Regions from separate parts of the Drosophila melanogaster genome. Here region 2 is linked to region 1. The links are chromatin contacts, called in public Hi-C maps. All regions are on one chromosome and are shown on one strand. Each heading gives the region's core, a stretch centred on a gene start, on an enhancer-like site or on the middle of the called end of the contact. The rest is flanking DNA. Distances are from core to core; before and after follow the strand shown. Region 1 holds the start of lncRNA:CR42767 (long non-coding RNA:CR42767). Region 2 holds the start of CG34408.

Region 1 (4,203 bases), core at 453-2,952:
TTTTTGTGGCCAGAATCAACCGCCCACCTTGAGAACAACCAGGCATACGCTCTATATGCGCTTTGTCACCGATAATAAGGTGACGGATACGGGTTTCCAGGTGACCATCAATGCTATTCCCCGACTATGCGGCAGTTCAGAGATTACGTTGAGTGCGGATGGCACCAAGGAGGTCACCATTAATTCTCCGGCAAGGACGCCAGGTGGCAATTATCCCAATGGAGTGTCGTGCTTCTGGAAAATTAAGGGCGATTCCCTGCTGAGGGTGCAGTTCGTCAACTTTGATCTCCACGGACCGAATCAAAATGGTAGCTGCGTGGATGACTATTTGAAAATCTACAATAGTGAGGTGAATTGAAAAATGTTTTTTTTAAATTTGTATCTTTAATTTAATTAATCTCAACTTTTCTCCTATCTAGGATGCACCGCTGTTGGAGCAGGGATTGGGCACCGACCTGGTATTCAATGGCCAGACCTCCAGTAAGAACGGTTTCGGCTTTGCCACGGAGCATGTGTACTGCGGCAATGTGAAGCCGGACATCTATTATGGCCGGTCCAGCGAGGTGTATCTGAAGTTCCGGTCAAAGGGATTGGAGCAGCATGGTGGATTTCAGTTACAGGTCGCTCTGAACTCCAACCGAGAGCGCCACTACGATGGACTGCAGGGCAGAGTGCATTTATCACAGTCGGCCGATTGTAACATCATTATTCGGGCGCCACCAAATTACACCTTAAGTTTGTACTACACCGAATTGATATTCGGCACCTACGACTGCGAAATGGAGAATTTGGAGGTGTTCGACAGGACGAATCGATCGCTGCAGCGCGTCTGCTCCTTTGTGGACATGGGCAAGAGCCTGTTCAGCAATGCGAATGAACTGCGGCTACAGATGAAGACTGGCTCGTACTTGACCTCGCTGGATCTCACCTATTTGGCCAGTCCGGTGGAGAAGGGTCCTGGTTGCGGTGGTCAATTCTACAATACCGAGGGCATATTCTCAAATCCCTTCTATCCGAACAATGTGCGCAATAACTCAGAGTGTCAGTGGATTGTCCGCGTGCCGAGCAACAATGTTGTGTTCCTTACATTTGAAGGTGAGTTGAAAGCAATTGTACAACGATGGCATTTAATAATTAACCATTCTTTGTTTAGTCTTCAATCTGGGCTCGAAGACCACCTGTCACACGGACTACCTGCAAATCCTGGAACAGGACGCAACCGGTGAGGAGCGCGAAATGAGACGCTTCTGTGGCGAGGATAACCCAAAGTACTACAAGAGCCGGCGCAGCCAGGTGCTCGTCCGCTTTCACAAGACCGTCAACTACGATGGTATCGGTTGGGTGATCCGCTTTGCCGGTGTCTACTCCGACCATCAGATACCCAGACACCTGTTGGGCGGTTCTTAACCGCTTGATTTCTTCTTCAGCCGCAATCTGTATTAAGAAGCTTAAAATTCCTACAATTAAATCATTTCTATTGCAATAAATACATCTAAATAAAGGATAACTTCTCACATTCTCAATGGATCATATTGAATGTTCTTACATTGTGACTGGCGTCTCCTTTTCGCAGTCATGCCAAATAAAATTGTGTTTGGGTACTGTATACCTAAATGTAAAATCCATTTTCAAAGGTGACTAGATGAATTTAACAAGAAATAACCCGTAATATGAAAAACTACATCTAGTTGGCCGAGAAATTAACTGTCATTTTTCTTTTTTGAACAAAAGTTGTATTTCGTCGTTCAGGCTAGAGAAATTTCATTTGCCTTCGAGTCGGGCTACAAGCTAGTCGCATTTTCTCAAGTTACAAAAATGTAGCAAAATTTTTACACTTAAAAAAAGTGAGTATGAAGGAAATACACTAAAAGTACAGTCACCTCAAAGCGCGTACACATCGTTACAGCTACATTGCCGACGAAATGTCGGCACATGGCTTGGTTCCTCAACCAAATCCGAGGAATCCAAACCAGGAAACGACTTTGATAATGATTCGACAATAATACTCACAACTCATGAACACGATGCTCCATAACTGCCGGATGAGCACCAGACGGCGGCCCAATTCCGGAGGATCATCCAGCTGCAAATGTCACGACACTAGACTGTAAAAGTACAGTCCCCCCAAAGCGCATACACATTGTTACAGCAACAGTGCACAAGGCTTGATTCCTCGCCCGAATCCGAGGAATCTAAGCCAGGAAAGGACATTGATCATGATTCGCCACGTGTTGGACTAGATTTCTTACTACTCATGAACACGATGATTTATAACTGCCGGATAAGAAACATTCGGCGACCCAATTCCGATGCCACGACACTGGACTTATTAATGGTAACACAAGCGGATTAAATCGTTAAACACAGCCACCTAACGTTATCTATTGCGATTTACAATTAGTTTTGCCAGTTTACGCACTCTCCTTTGAATATGATAACACAGAAATTAACACTACTTACAGTGAAAATACTAAAAGAAAGCAGAATTTGAAAGTGGACTAGAAGTAACACTTATTACACAGAAACGCACACTGAAGACACCGAATGTTGTAACAAATACACTGAAAACACACAAAACAAAATATTGTATGAGCCATCGCAAAGAATAAAAACATCGATCAGTTGAACTAAATATGCGCTTTATTGCAATCTTGAATTGAGATTTTTACACATCTTAATCGGCAGCATGCGGTTCATGTCGCTGACTGTATTTGGATGTGTTTTGTGTTTGATGTTTGTAGGTTTTTGACAATTAAAAAAAAGCACGTTGTGTAAATACTTTTGATCACCTCTGTAGCTCGAACAGCTAATTATTAGTGCTAACAAAGTTTTGGGGAAATTAATTTTTGGGTCAAAATTGGCAAAAAATTTCAAAAAAATAGAATTTCCATTTTTGAACACAGTTTGATTGGAAATTTAATTACGAGCTCAACGAGGTATGACATTCCATATTCAGACAATTATTTTTAAAGTTATGGCCAAAAAACTGATTATTTGATGACCGAAATTCGGAAAAACGGATTTAGCCAAAAAGTTTATATTTACAAACGGAATTTTCATCATAACTTGGCCAAAAATGCTCATATAGATGTAAGAATAACTGTTTTGAGCAGCTAATTACCAGTACTAACGATCCCTATAACTTTTTGAAGTTTTTAGGGAAATTAATTTTTAAGTCAATTTTCGCATTTTTTGTAAGGGGTAACATCATCAAAATTTGCAAAAAATTTCAAAAAAATAGAATTACCATTTTTGAACACAGTTTGATTGGAAATTTAATTTCGAGCTCAACGAGGTATGACATTCCATATTCAGACAATTATTTTTAAAGTTATGGCCAAAAAACTGATTATTTGATGACCGAAATTCGAAAAAACGGATTTTGCCAAAAAGTTGATATTTACAAACGGAATTTTCATCATAACTTGGCTAAAAATGCTCATATGAACAAAATTCCCATGGTCGAGCATAGTACGATTGAAAATTTCAATAGAAGCTTATTTTTAATAATAAGTTTGCAAAAATAATTATTTTTGAGCAAAAATGCAGAAATATAACGTTTGTGCGATAAATATCGTTCTGGTGGCGATCGCCAGCTCCTCCATGTGCCGATAAGTTTTCGTGTTATCGATGACGGTCGTAGAATATAACAAATTCCCTCAATTTACCTAAATTGTACTGCATTGTTGCGATGCTATTGTCAGAGGATCGCTTGGAGCACTACAAAACCAGTTTGGAGCAGCAGTTAAAGCATTTGGCCACCACCATAAGGAGCTATCTATGCCTTAAGTCTGCGACGACGCCTCAATTGTCGAACCAAGCGAATCGGTTGTGGGAATTGGGCCAACGTTATCGACTGGTCACGGGGTAAAAACTTCATTTGATAAATGAAAACAATGCTAATTTGCCACTTTGTTGCAGTTCCAATCAAGTTGCCACATTTGCGCTTCTTTCGGTGTGCCACGATGTTTACCGTAGCCTGCAGGACAGCATGTAAGTGGCCTAATCCCAGCCAGAAACTTTTCTGATTTGCCTTGCCATCCAATTCATAGATCGAAACTGGTTTCCGAGCTAGGGCAGATATCCGCCCAAGTAACTGACTTCGAGATTGAGTGCCTGCACCTATGTAATGAGCAGCAGCAAACCAAAACACCTGCAGCATTGACAGAATTCAGAAATTTCCTGGAGGAATCGCTGAAACTG
Region 2 (3,762 bases), core at 110-2,609, 660 kb before region 1:
GCGCCGTCAGCCACTCGCAGTACACATTCACGCAATCCTTGATCGTCTCGTGTTCCTGCAGAGGAAGCGAAAGTCCGAAGCAGATCACGTCCATGCACCATTTTACCTAGAATCGAATCGAGTTATTGTAAGTAATCTGAGTTATCTAAGTTTCAACATTTTCCATTCCAAGGAAAACTCGTATTTTTCTATGAGAACATTCCAAGCATTCTATAAATAGCAATTCTACATTAAACCAACAAACAACAATTATATTTCGTTTCCAGATTGAGGTAATATAAATTGAGTTTGCATTCATTCATTTGGCAATTACATGCACAATTTTATGGATTTAATGGAAGCTTTTCCAGAACATTACTAATACATTATTTCACTCATTAAACTAATGCTTTGTTGGACATGTGTGTAAGCAATGTTTTTGCAAGTCTTAAAGTTAAGAAAATTGTATGAAGAAAGTTTAACTTCCGGTTTAAGATTCAATTTGATATAAGATATACTATTTCGTTTTAGGCATTTTAAGGATACTACTTTGCTTCTCATAAAAAATAAGCAGATTTCCTGAAATCTAAAATCCCTTCCTGACCATATAATATATAGTATTGACTATAGTATATAATATAGAAGTAATTGTAATAAAACATTTATCTAACAATTATCTTTACAGCTTTCTACACGAGTAGCCTGCTTTATAGTAAACCATCCCGTGTGGGACAGCTACGATGACCCACCTCTTCGTCTTTGACCAGGTGACTGGGCTCTGCATTCTGCGTGATGCCCAGATTGGTGCCCAGCTGCTTGACCACGGAGACGACCACTTCGCGTCCGGCGGAGGCGGGGAATTTGTTGAGCACACTGAAGCACTGGGCGCCGCAGCTGTTGGCTGTGATTTGGGCAGACAGCGAGGCCCACTCGGAGTACATCCTGGTGTGGTGAGGAGTCCAAGGACTCTAGGGATCCTGGGGACTCTGCTGCTCCTGATGATCCTGGGGATCGTGGTAATCCTCCTCCTCCTCGATGCTTCCTATTCACCCGATAATCCGTATGGCGGTCCCTTCTCTGCGATCGCTACGATTTCTTGATCGGATTTCACTTTGTTGACGTCAACATGAAGAATTTAGGTGCAGGTGCGCCATGTTGTTGTTGTTGTTGTTGACTTGCTAATTGACCGCTCTCATGTTGCAAAATGCGAAGTTCCCCAAATGTTTATGTTGTCTCGCACTTCCCGCCCCTTTTATTTGTTTTTGTTTACAACTACGATTCGATTACACCGCCATTAAAGACCTATTTTTGCGATTTGTTTAATACAATAAAAAAAAAAAATAGAAATCCACAGCGAAAAGCGAGCGAGCGAGATGGAGCGATGTAAACAGCTGTGTTTTTTAGTACTTGGGCGGGACTATCGGCGCCTATCGACAATCGATATTGCAAGTGTTGATTAATGCTAAGCAAATTTATAACAGTTATAAAATTTAAACACATTTAAATATATTAATAATATGCTTTGCATCTAATTATCTATGAATGAAACTTAAACAAAAGCCCTTCATTGTTTTCCATTTTTCGTATGATATTTATTTTTCTGGGAGAAAGTGGCCTTAAACAATAGATTTACATAAATGTTTATTAAACAAAAAAGGTAAACTACCAAAAGACTCTCGAACATCAAAAGAAATTCGCTCAAAAGCATTAGGGCAATTAAACAGCGAAATTAAAGAGAGATTAGTTGTGTAAAAGATTATAGCATAATTAAAAACTAATAATGTTACTTTTCACATTGCCAAAATATTTTGTATGAGAAAACCAAAAGCAAACAATTTTTGTGTTTTTGCGCTATTTGTGTTGAGGAAGCTTCACTGAAATTTGCATAAATTTGCATTATTTTCGGTGAACCGAAAATCATAATGGGCGTGGACAATGGGCTCATAAATTGAGTTTAGCCAAAAATAGAAAAAGCCAAAAAAAAAACGAAGACAGTAAACCCAGCACAAAGTTTATGAAGCAATGAAGCAATTTGCACAAGAATTCATCAAAGGTGCGGAAATTCGCCAGGTGAGATGATCACCTGTCGCAAAAGGAACAACGTCCTCATTGTTTTGGCGATTTGAAAGGCGTCTCAAATAAGTTATGACTTCGGCACGCATTGTTCGATCGTCTCTGGTAAATCTGGCAAATATCAATGATAATGGCATCCCAAAATCAATATCTAAACAATTAAACGAACCCCGCACAAAATTTGCATCCGTATACGTTCTTTTTGGCCAGTTTTATTGCTCCACTTTTCAGATTCTTGACACTACGGGTATATAAGATCATCGTAACCGGCGACAGATCAGCACAAATTGTCCAGTCCTCCAAGCACAACTTACTCAAAAAGAACAAAGTTTGGAAACATGAAGGTGAGTTGAAGGTCGCAAGGATACGAAACAAAGGATAGCTGACCAAATTGTGAATGTACGATAACGAAACAAATACAAATACAAGTTCAAGGTTTCAAGTTTTTTTTTTTATGTGAAAATAAGTAGAATGTTGAATTATAAAAACAGTAATAATAAAAAAAAAAAACAGTGTGCATCAGCAAAATTTGTGAAGAAAAAGTGATCTTAATTGTGTTCTGGTTTTTTTTATCGTCTGCAGTCTGAAATTTTTTTAATGTGTTGCCCATAAAAATGGCTTTTAATTTGAAAATCACCTAAATTGTTTACATTTTAATGTTGCAATAAATAAATTATACACTTTTTATGAACGTGCACAAAAGGTGCATTTAAAATGTATAACAAATGTTAATTTAGTATAAATATATTATAGATGTATATAAAAATCTTATAGATTGTTAGATTGCAAGATACTTAGAAGGTTAGGTAGTTACATAGTTAGATTCTTAAATCGTTTGATAGCAAGATAGCAAGATAGTAAGATACTTAGATAGTTAGATACATAGAAAGTTACATAGTTAGATACTTAGATAGTTAGATAATATCAATAAAATATGTGGACATTTTTAGTTCCTTTTTGCTAGATCCTCTAATCTAAACTATCCTCAATTTTGTGTTTGCTTTTAACTGACCATTTCCGATTCTTAACATCCCTGCAGTTCTTCATCGCCGCCTTCCTGATCGCCGCCTGCATGGCCCTCGCCCAGTGCAGTGTCATCTACTCGCCGGTGTCCTCCGTTCCGGTGGTCCGTTCCGTGCCCGTTATTCGCTCCGTTCCGGTGGTGCGCAGTGTGCCTGTGGTCCGCCGTGTGCCGGTGGTTCGCCGTGTCAATGTGGTCGAGTCCGTTCCAGTGGTGCCCTCGGTGGTGCGCGTTGGACAGGCCCCCATCTACGATGCTCCACTGGTGCAGTCCTATGGTGGATGGTTGAAGCAGAAGTAGATGGATGCCACGAGAAAGGATACCACTACATGTACTTTTGATGTGAAATAAACTTTGAATAGAACGAACAAATATATACTAGCAAAACTCAAATATATCGTTTTAAATATTTATGTATATAAGTTAAAAGTTATATTGAACTGAAGATTTGAGCCAAACTTGTTTCGAGATTGCAGATGCACTAATATAGATATTTATGTATGTATGTATGTAGTTTCTCAACAGATGCATTCCATGCATGGATCAATTAACAAACCATAATAGACCGCGACAAGATCATAATCACGATTAGTGGCAGAGTGCAGGTTAGCCAACCATTTCTTGGATATTACTTGATTTCCCACCAATCTGATCTGCCCACTGAAAATCTCTTTTTTTTTTGGTATAAA

The links. Hi-C and Micro-C count contacts between places; a contact is called where the count stands out from the background.
Region 2: a contact with region 1 is called in a Hi-C map of the Kc167 cell line, with 1.8 times the contacts expected there. The contact joins the promoter of CG34408 here to the promoter of lncRNA:CR42767 in region 1. A contact is called at or near these places in 14 of 107 Hi-C or Micro-C datasets (the D17-c3 cell line, the Kc167 cell line, the OSC cell line and 6 more) and 1 of 6 datasets of contacts at active chromatin or transcription factors (the Kc167 cell line).

The regions. Positions count from the first base shown.
Region 1 is chrX:9,555,965-9,560,167 of dm6, reverse strand. lncRNA:CR42767 (long non-coding RNA:CR42767) reads left to right here and starts at 1,702. Exons shown (of 2, transcript NR_037724.2): 1 at 1,702-1,844; 2 at 1,907-2,629. Cubn (Cubilin) reads left to right here. Exons shown (of 15, transcript NM_167193.2): 13 at 1-349; 14 at 420-1,095; 15 at 1,154-1,503. The coding sequence ends at 1,407. CG15317 reads left to right here and starts at 3,624. Exons shown (of 3, transcript NM_132341.3): 1 at 3,624-3,867; 2 at 3,922-3,993; 3 at 4,053-4,203. The coding sequence starts at 3,692.
Region 2 is chrX:10,217,707-10,221,468 of dm6, reverse strand. CG34408 reads right to left here and starts at 1,359. Exons shown (of 15, transcript NM_001298146.1): 1 at 729-1,359; 2 at 1-106. The coding sequence starts at 920. CG15308 reads left to right here and starts at 2,330. Exons shown (of 2, transcript NM_144289.4): 1 at 2,330-2,396; 2 at 3,092-3,556. The coding sequence starts at 2,391. The coding sequence ends at 3,373. It also overlaps asRNA:CR45629.